3 separate regions of the Sus scrofa genome follow, and all the other regions are linked to region 1. The links are chromatin contacts, called in public HiChIP or PLAC-seq maps. All regions are on one chromosome and are shown on one strand. Each heading gives the region's core, a stretch centred on a gene start, on an enhancer-like site or on the middle of the called end of the contact. The rest is flanking DNA. Distances are from core to core; before and after follow the strand shown.

Evidence for each region. HiChIP or PLAC-seq counts read pairs in DNA pulled down with a chosen protein or histone mark.
Region 2: a contact with region 1 is called in an H3K27ac HiChIP or PLAC-seq map of alveolar macrophages. The contact joins the enhancer-like site here to the promoter of CLASP2 in region 1. A contact is called at or near these places in 2 of 5 promoter capture datasets (fetal liver and liver), 12 of 47 Hi-C or Micro-C datasets (alveolar macrophages, brain, embryonic fibroblasts and 7 more) and 2 of 2 datasets of contacts at active chromatin or transcription factors (alveolar macrophages and skeletal muscle).
Region 3: an H3K27ac HiChIP or PLAC-seq map of alveolar macrophages shows a contact between it and region 1. The contact joins the promoter of PDCD6IP here to the promoter of CLASP2 in region 1. A contact is called at or near these places in 1 of 5 promoter capture datasets (liver), 1 of 47 Hi-C or Micro-C datasets (alveolar macrophages) and 1 of 2 datasets of contacts at active chromatin or transcription factors (alveolar macrophages).

The regions. Positions count from the first base shown.
Region 1 is chr13:19,509,144-19,511,843 of Sscrofa11.1, reverse strand. It overlaps CLASP2 (CLIP-associating protein 2), which reads left to right and starts at 1,255. Exons shown (of 39, transcript XM_021071582.1): 1 at 1,255-1,693. The coding sequence starts at 1,499.
Region 2 is chr13:19,429,413-19,432,112 of Sscrofa11.1, reverse strand. The region is part of intron 8 of CLASP2 (CLIP-associating protein 2); the gene reads left to right. Among named protein-coding and RNA genes, the nearest start is that of CLASP2, 80 kb to the left of the region's middle. Within about 2 kb of position 1,447, at least 1 of the 83 cell types and tissues checked has an H3K27ac peak or open chromatin away from gene starts, as enhancers often do. A contact at or near this core is called in alveolar macrophages, where this site is marked.
Region 3 is chr13:19,595,786-19,598,485 of Sscrofa11.1, reverse strand. It overlaps PDCD6IP (programmed cell death 6-interacting protein), which reads right to left and starts at 1,422. Exons shown (of 18, transcript XM_021071622.1): 1 at 1,018-1,422. The coding sequence starts at 1,226.

The sequences.
Region 1 (2,700 bases), core at 6-2,505:
TTGTTCCACTTAAATTGATTGAGTGCCCAATATTTGCCAAGCACCATCCTAGGGAAAACACAAATGATCTTGGAGCTTTCGGAGTAGTAGAGGAGACAGATATTATACAAATAATTATTAAATTGTGGCTGGAAATAATTGGCAGGAAGAAAAATACAATGTGCATTTAGAATGAATTATATACCACTTTACAACCATGAAAATGACTAAAACTAATTATCCTAACCATGCTAAATATTGTGAAGATGTGCACCAACGGGAACTTTCCAGTGCTGCTGGTGGGAGTGTAATATGGTCCAGGCACTTGGGAAATAGGCATTTTCTTCTAAAGTTAAACATAAGCTTATCATAGCAGCTAGTAATTCCAGTCTTTGGTATTTAACCAAGAGAAGTAAAACCCTGTCTCTACAATATGCCTTGTACACTAAAAATATAGTTGATTACAGCTGAAAAACTGAAATATGAAATAATGAAAATGTTTACAAACAGGTGAGTGGATCAAGAATTATGGTGCTTCCATATATGGAATACTACACAGCAATGAAAAGGGATTACTGACAAACAGCATTGGATGGATCTCAAAACATTATGTCAAAGAGAGAAAGAAGCCCAATTCCAAAGACTACAGGCTGCATGAAGTCATATGAAATTAAAGAACAGGGAAAACTATGCTACAGTGATAGAAATCAGGTTAGAAAGAATTGCCTGGGAATTTCTTGGAACTTCCTGGAGTGATGTTCTGTCTTATTGAGGATGCTAACTAGCCACACTGGTGAATACATTTGTTAAAATGCGTGGACGGCACACTTAAAATCTGTTCATTTTACTCTATGTAAATTAAACCTTTGTTTAAAAAAAAAAAAAAAAGCCTCACATTGTGACTCAACCAGTGGTGGTGACTAGAAGCAGGGGTCATGATGTTTTTCTTTTTTTATGAGGACGTGTATTTTGCAAAGTAAAAACAAAAAACAAAACAAAAAATGAGAGTGGGCTTGGGGAAGGGGAATTCCAAGTACCAGAAACTTTCCCAAGTACTGATTTCAAGTGGAGGAAAACTTGGAAGAGATCTAGATTTTACAGGGCGAGGGTACAGGGCTGCGATGGCGCGTGGCAGAGAGCGGTCGGCTTCCCGGCATGGTCAACACACCCCGACCCCAACGCCCAGCAGACGTCCTACTGCCCCCAGCGGTTCGCGCCCCGACTGCCAAACCCGAATCGGTACAGGCGGGCGGGCGCTCGCCAGCGTCGTGCTGACGTCACGCGCGTGCTGACGTCGCCGGCGGCCGCGGCCTCTGAAGCGGGTTGGAGCGCGGGGGGCGCCGAGTTTGACTAGTTCGGGGGCTGCTCGGCGCCTGGCGCTGCTCCCGCCGCCCGTCGCGGCCCGCGAGCCGCGTCTCGGCCGGCACGATCGCGTCCGGCCCCTTCCCGCGGGGCTCCGCGCTGGCGGCTGGGTGGCGCTCGGCGAAAGTTGGCCCCTGACGGGCCAGCGGGCGGGGCCATGGAGCCCCGCAGCATGGAGTACTTCAGCGCCCAGGTGCAGCAGAAGGACGTCGGCGGCCGTCTGCAGGTCGGCCAGGAGCTACTGCTCTATCTCGGCGTCCCCGGCGCCATCCCGGACCTGGAGGAGAACCTGGGCTGTCTGGGCAAGACGGTCGACGCTCTCACCGGCTGGGTGGGCTCGAGCAACTACCGGGTAAGCGGCGGCGGCGCGGCCAGGCCGGGCACGCCCTCTCCGGCCAGCCCTTTAATTCCGGACGTGCGGGGTGGGCCGGGCCAGCCCCCGGGGAGTCCTCCGACGCGGCCCCGCTGGCGAGCCTGCCTCTCCGAACGCGAGCCGGAGACCGACTTCCCACCACGACCAACTTTTTCCACCATTGTGAACAATGACAAATTTAGCGGTTCCCTGACACCGTGCGGAGTTCTTGGCATTGGAATATAATGTTTCATCACCCATTTTAAAAATCAGTGGTCATTTACAAGCATAAAATGTTCGAAGATGTTTTACATTTTGTATGTTCCTATGTAAACACTACCCAAACCAAAATGTAGGACATGAGGATACGGTTTTAAGTTGAAAAGAGAGGTTAAGTTAATCCCTCTTCATTAGTTATTTTTATTCTACTTAGTCGACTGTTTCTTTTCTCTCATATAATTTTTGTGTCTAGAAGGTTGTGCTTTTCGTCTCCAAGGCGTCCTTAGCGCTGCATAAATTTCCTGATGAAGTTTACCGTTAAACCTAATGAAAGATGCTGAACCCATGGCATTATTTATTTGCTTATGTAGTCGACAGAAAACAGTTGAACGCTCTCTGTCATTTTGTTTTGTCACAGTTGACTGACTCGAATTTGAAACCATGCGGTAGCAAGTTATATGATGCTGAAAAATAAATAAATATAAGTATGAGATACAGGAAGGAATGAGTGTTTCTGAAGAGCCCGTGGCAAGCACGTTGTGATGTAGCCACGTTGGGAGGCCAGATAAATATTCTGTAATCAGCTTGTACTGTAGTTTTTAGCGGTAACTTTTCTTTTTAGTCTTCTGGTGGCAGTGTTGCTTTAAAATGCTGGCCCACGGTCCCGTGGATGAAGTGATTCTTCTTAGTAGTATATATTTATAACTCAGCGAGTAGGCTGTAGTTCAAAAGCATTATCATCATAGAGAAGAAAGGCAAGCTCTAGAATTATTATACAGATTTAATTT
Region 2 (2,700 bases), core at 198-2,697, 80 kb after region 1:
CTCTGAGGACTAACTCTTTGTCTTTGGTGTCATGCAGTTACCCCACAGAGTTCTAGATGTGGGTTTCTTTTTATTTATCCTGCTTGGGTTACATTGTGCATCTTGTCTATACATTGATGGTTTTCATGCATCTAGAAAGTTCATAATCTTTTTATTTATTTATTGGTCACACCATGGCATGCAGAAATTCCTGGGCCAGGGATCGAACTGTGCTTCAGCAGCAACAACACCAAATCCTTAACTGCTAGGCCACCAGGGTACTCCACAACCATTATCTTTTTATAAATATTTCCATTCTGTTTTTCAGGCACTCTGATTAGATACATATTAGATCTTCTCTTGCTATCCTCTATATCTCTTTATGTCTTTCCATTTACCTATTTCTCCTGGCCACATTCTGAGTAATTTATTCAGGTATGTCTTTTAGTTCTCTAAATATTTCTTCTGTTTAATCTTTCAGTCAAGGTTGTTTTTATTTTTAATTCTAACAGTTGATTATTCAAGTTAATGCATTTTCCCCCAATTTCATCCGTTCATTCCTAATGCCATTTGTTGATTGGTATCTTTGTGATTCTGTCCACATTATTTCTTCAGACATTATATTCACATCTATTCTGTAATCTGTAAGTCGGCAGTTCTAGTATCTACAGTTCAAAAATCCATTGTTTGTTCCTTGTGACTTAGTGGTTTGCCTATCCAGGACCCACCATGGATACCAAAATCCTCGAAGCGCCATAATCAGCCCTCCCTCTCTGTGGTTCCACATCTGTGGATTCACCCTGCTGTGGATTATGTAGTACTGCAATATTTAGTTAAAAAAAAAAAAATCCGAGTTTAAGTGGATTCAATATATTTTGTTCAAAGGTCTAAAGTTTTTCGAACTTAGATTGTGAGCTCATTGCTTGAACTTAATTGGTAGAATTCTTTAGGTCCAAATTGGGCTTTCTAGAAGCTTTTCTCAGAGATTTTTTCCTGCTGGATATTGGGGAATCACCTATCCGGGGCCCCTGCAGCCTCTCCTAGGTCTTGTCTCAACTGGAGAATTCTTGGTTACTCTTCTCCACCTGTTTACTGGGAACTCCACTTTCCGATCAGAAATTGCCAAGTCACATTGTAAAAGGAGCAATTGACAAGAATAAGAGCATTGTTACAGCTATCCTTGTAAACAATTACTGATAGCTTGCCCTCTGGCCACAATAATTCACATAACTCCCACATACAAAATGCACTCAGGCATTTCCCAAAAGTCTCATCCTAATTATGCCATCGGGCCCAAAGCCCGTGGTCTTGTGATCTGCATCAGGTTGAGATGAATGTAAGGGTTCTCTCCATCTAGAGGGCTCTGAACTAAAAAGACATCTACGTACTCAACATACAGTGGTGGTACCAGGGATAGGAAAACTGTAATAGACACTCCCATTCCTAAAGGGGAGGAGCAGGAAGTTCATAGTAGTCACTGATTTATAGCAGTTTTGAAATCAAGCAGGAACCTGCAGTCAGGATCCCTTACTTTAAGGGTTGTGAATGTTCTGTCATGAAGGTTTCATTATCTCTTTGGGGTGCCTCTTTAGGTCCGTGTTTTCCGCTATTCTTGGTTCCACCCTGGACTCTGGACTCTGCCCCTGAAATTGTACTTTCTTTTGCATAAAAATGTCACATGATTGGAGTCCCTGCTGTGGCACAGTGGCTTAAGACTCCAACTGCAGGAGTTCCCGTTTGGGCTCAGCAGTAAGGAATCTGACTAGTATCCAGAAGGACGCAGGTTCAATCCCTGGTCTCACTCATTGAGCTAAGGATCTGGTGTTGCTGTGGCTATGGCCAGCTCAGCAGCTACAGCTCTGACTTGACCCCTAGCCTGGGAATTTCCATATGTAGCAGGTGTGGCCCTGAAAAAAAAAAGGATCCAACTGCAGCAGTATAGATTCCATCCCTGACCCAGCACAGTGGGTTAAAGGATCCTATGTTGCCAAAACTGCAGCATAGGTCACAGCTGTGGCTCAGGTTCATTCCCTGGCCCAGGAACTCCCATATGCTGTGTGTTTGGCCATTAAAAAAAAAAAAAAAAAAAGAACGGAGTATCTTTTTCAACTTGTTTTCCTTAGAAAGTTGGGGATCGAGAAGGCTCCTCTCTGTCTTTTCATAACACTCTTCAAAAGCACTGATAGTGCTTTTGTTAGCATAACTCTCCTTAAAAAATACAGGTTTTCTTATGAATTTCAAAAGGTTCATGCCCCATTTTCCTCCTTGTTGTTTCTCCAGCATTTACATCTCTCTTCAGTGTTAGTCACTTCATTGTAGCATGAGAAGAACCTGCTCCTTTCTATTTCTCAGACTTTTCTTTGCCCTTGTATCTGAAACATACTACTTGCTACTTGACCCTTTGCTTCATTTCCTTTTCTTTCTTTTCTTTCTTTCTTTCTTTCTTTCTTTCTTTCTTTCTTAGGCCACACCCTTGACATATGAAGGTTCCCAGGCTAGGGGTCAGATTGGAGCTGTAGCCACTGACCTATGCCACAGCCACAGTAACACCAGATCCAAGCCACATCTGCAACCTACACCACAGCTCACAGCAACACGGGCTTCTTAACCCACTGAATGAGGCCAGGGATCAAACCTGCATCCTTGTGGATGCTAGTCAGATTCATTTCCACTGAGCCACGACAGGAACTCCCCTTTGCTTCATTTTTACCTTTATATCCA
Region 3 (2,700 bases), core at 173-2,672, 86 kb before region 1:
GGACGTTCAGTAGGACGGAGAAAAAGAACTCTCTTTTGTAAGATCCAGAGTGCTAAGGACCACTGTAATTACAGTACAGCAGGTGGCCATCTCTCCTAATAAAGGAACAAAGCCCTCCTAAGAGGGAATCATGGAGGCAAGACGATCTTCAGGAATGCCTAAAGCTAAGGGAGCAATATTCCTTGGCTTTTCTAGAACAAACAAGCTAGTTTAACCTGAGCTTCTCCTTACTTGCATTCTAACAGAGCTGTGTTTTTCTCTTGAAACAAGGAGAAAGTGTTACACATAGGAAATGAGATCATTAACAAGGTAGAGCAAAGAAATGTTTAACTATAAAGCGCTATAGAAATGTTCTGCCATCCTAACTGCAAAGTACTACAAAAGGAACTCCCATTAAATACAGCATGAGTTCAATAAACATTTGCTAAGATAAATTTACTCCATTAAGTGCCTACTTGTTTATGAAGAAACTGACTTCAAGCAACCTACCTTGAACATTCTGACACTCAAGTTTAATTTCAAATAATGGCAGCTCCTAACCTACATAATTATTTGGTTATGAGGGACTTAGGAAGACGGCTCATTTCAAGTGGACAGGTAATAAACATGTGTTCCAATGTCCCAATTCTGCCACTTCCCTCAAGCAATTAGCATTATGAAATCCAAACCTGACCAGGAAAGTTTTGCAGTGAAGGGAGGAGTCTCATTTAGAACCCCCGAAAAAGTGAAGAAAACTAGTTCTGGGTAAATGTGGCAAGATAGATCAGTACGTGGCAGAGCGTTCCTCCCAGACCGACCGAGTCCCAGCAGACCAAGGGCCGGGGTGGGAAGCCAGGGGAAGCGGGTAGGGTCACCGGGGCCTGCTAAACAGGAAGGAATGCAGACCACACCTACGCGGCCAGGCAAGCTGGGGCCGGGCCCGGGGCAGTGGGTGTAAAGGAGGGAGGCAGGGAGGGCAGAGGAAGCAAGGAGAGTGGCAGGCCGCCGACGGCCTCCCCCGTCCGACCCCAGGCCCACCTCAGGAGCGTCTCGAGCGCGCCCTCGTGTTTATCCAGCGGGCGGCCGAGCGCGGCGCGGCGCAGTTTGCTGAGCTCCTCCGCCGCGCGGCAGTACTGGGCCTGCTCCTCCCCGCCGCTCGGGTACGTCTGCTGGATGAACTTCACCAGCGGCTTGGCCAGGTCCACCTCCGAGGTCTTTTTCTGCTGTACTGAAATGAACGTCGCCATGGCGAGCGCCTCGGCCGCCCTTAGGGCCGAAGAGACCGCGGGACGGCGACAAGAGCCGAGGCGCGCGGAGTACCGGGACGACGGACCGGCCCACCGGCGGACTGGACTGGCTGACGGACGTGCGCCCGGCCTGCGCTTTGGGTCCAGCCACTTCCGGGAGCTTCCGCGCAGGCGCACTCGGCGCGACGCCCGCGGTCACGTGAGGGAGTTCCCGCGACGGCGTAGCTCACCTGGGCCCGGTTGCACCCAGGCTCAGCCGTAAGGTCGTGGCTCCGTCCTCTTGAGGAATTCTTTGCTTTCTGCGTATTGCCTCGGCGGGTGGGCAAAGCACTCTCAAGTGAAGATAAATGTTTCTCTACTAGAATAACTTCCCAGGGATGTATTCCTGTTACTGCCACCTGCGCGAGTTTTCGACCACCTATCAAGACCTGGCAGCCTCAGGGTATATTGTGACCTATGGTAATTTGTTCACCGGGCTCCTCTATACAAATACTGCGTGCACAGTGAACCGAGTAGGCAAGGTCCTTGCCATTGTGCAGCTTATTGTCAGGTAAGGACACAGATATTAAGGTGGACCAAAAAAGTATCATGGTACAAAAAGCAGAATACTTGGAATATGGGTTATGAGGTTCTCGAAAGAACCTAGTTTAAACAATAATAATAATTAGATAATGAGAGACGGTGACCTGTAGAAAATCTACAGTTTGAGAAGATGCTTGACATTAGGAGAAAGGAGAAGTGTCCAGGAGAGTATTGGCAGGGGAGAGCCTCCCAGAGCAAGAGGCCAAGGCCCTGGAGACAAGCACTTCCCATGTTTAGGGAGTATTAGCAAACAGTGTGGAAGAAACATAAAAAGCAAGTAGAGAATGGATGAAATGAAGTTGGAAGAGTATATAGGCATCAAATCTTTCAGAACCTTGTAGGCCAAGTTAAAGAATTTGTATTGTAGAATAAATGAAAAGGAAGTTATGAATGGCATTTAAGCACCAGTGACATGATACAATTTACATTTTTTAAAAGCCACCTTGTGCATCAGTCTGATGAGATATAGTATGAAGTTTACAATGTCACCATCTATGATATATTCCAGGCAAAAACGTTTAACTTGAATCTATTGATTCTTTGCATCTAACACACAATTTATAAGAGATATAAAAAATAGAAGAGCAAGCCAAATGATACCATAAAAAGTAACCAAATAAATCCAAAAGGTGGAACATTCCACAGGATAACTGGCCCCATCTCTTGAACAATTTATAGTTATGAAAAAAGCCTTTGAAAAGGAATTTGAGGGATATAGAGTCTGGATTGAGTTCTAATTTCAACAGACCACGTATAAAATGCATTTTCAGGACAGTTAAAGAAATCTGAATATAGATGGACTGAATATGAGATGAAAATGTATGGCCATGGAAAGATGGAGGTCATTAAATGAAAAGAGCAAGTCACAAAACTGTATGTATGTTACACTATC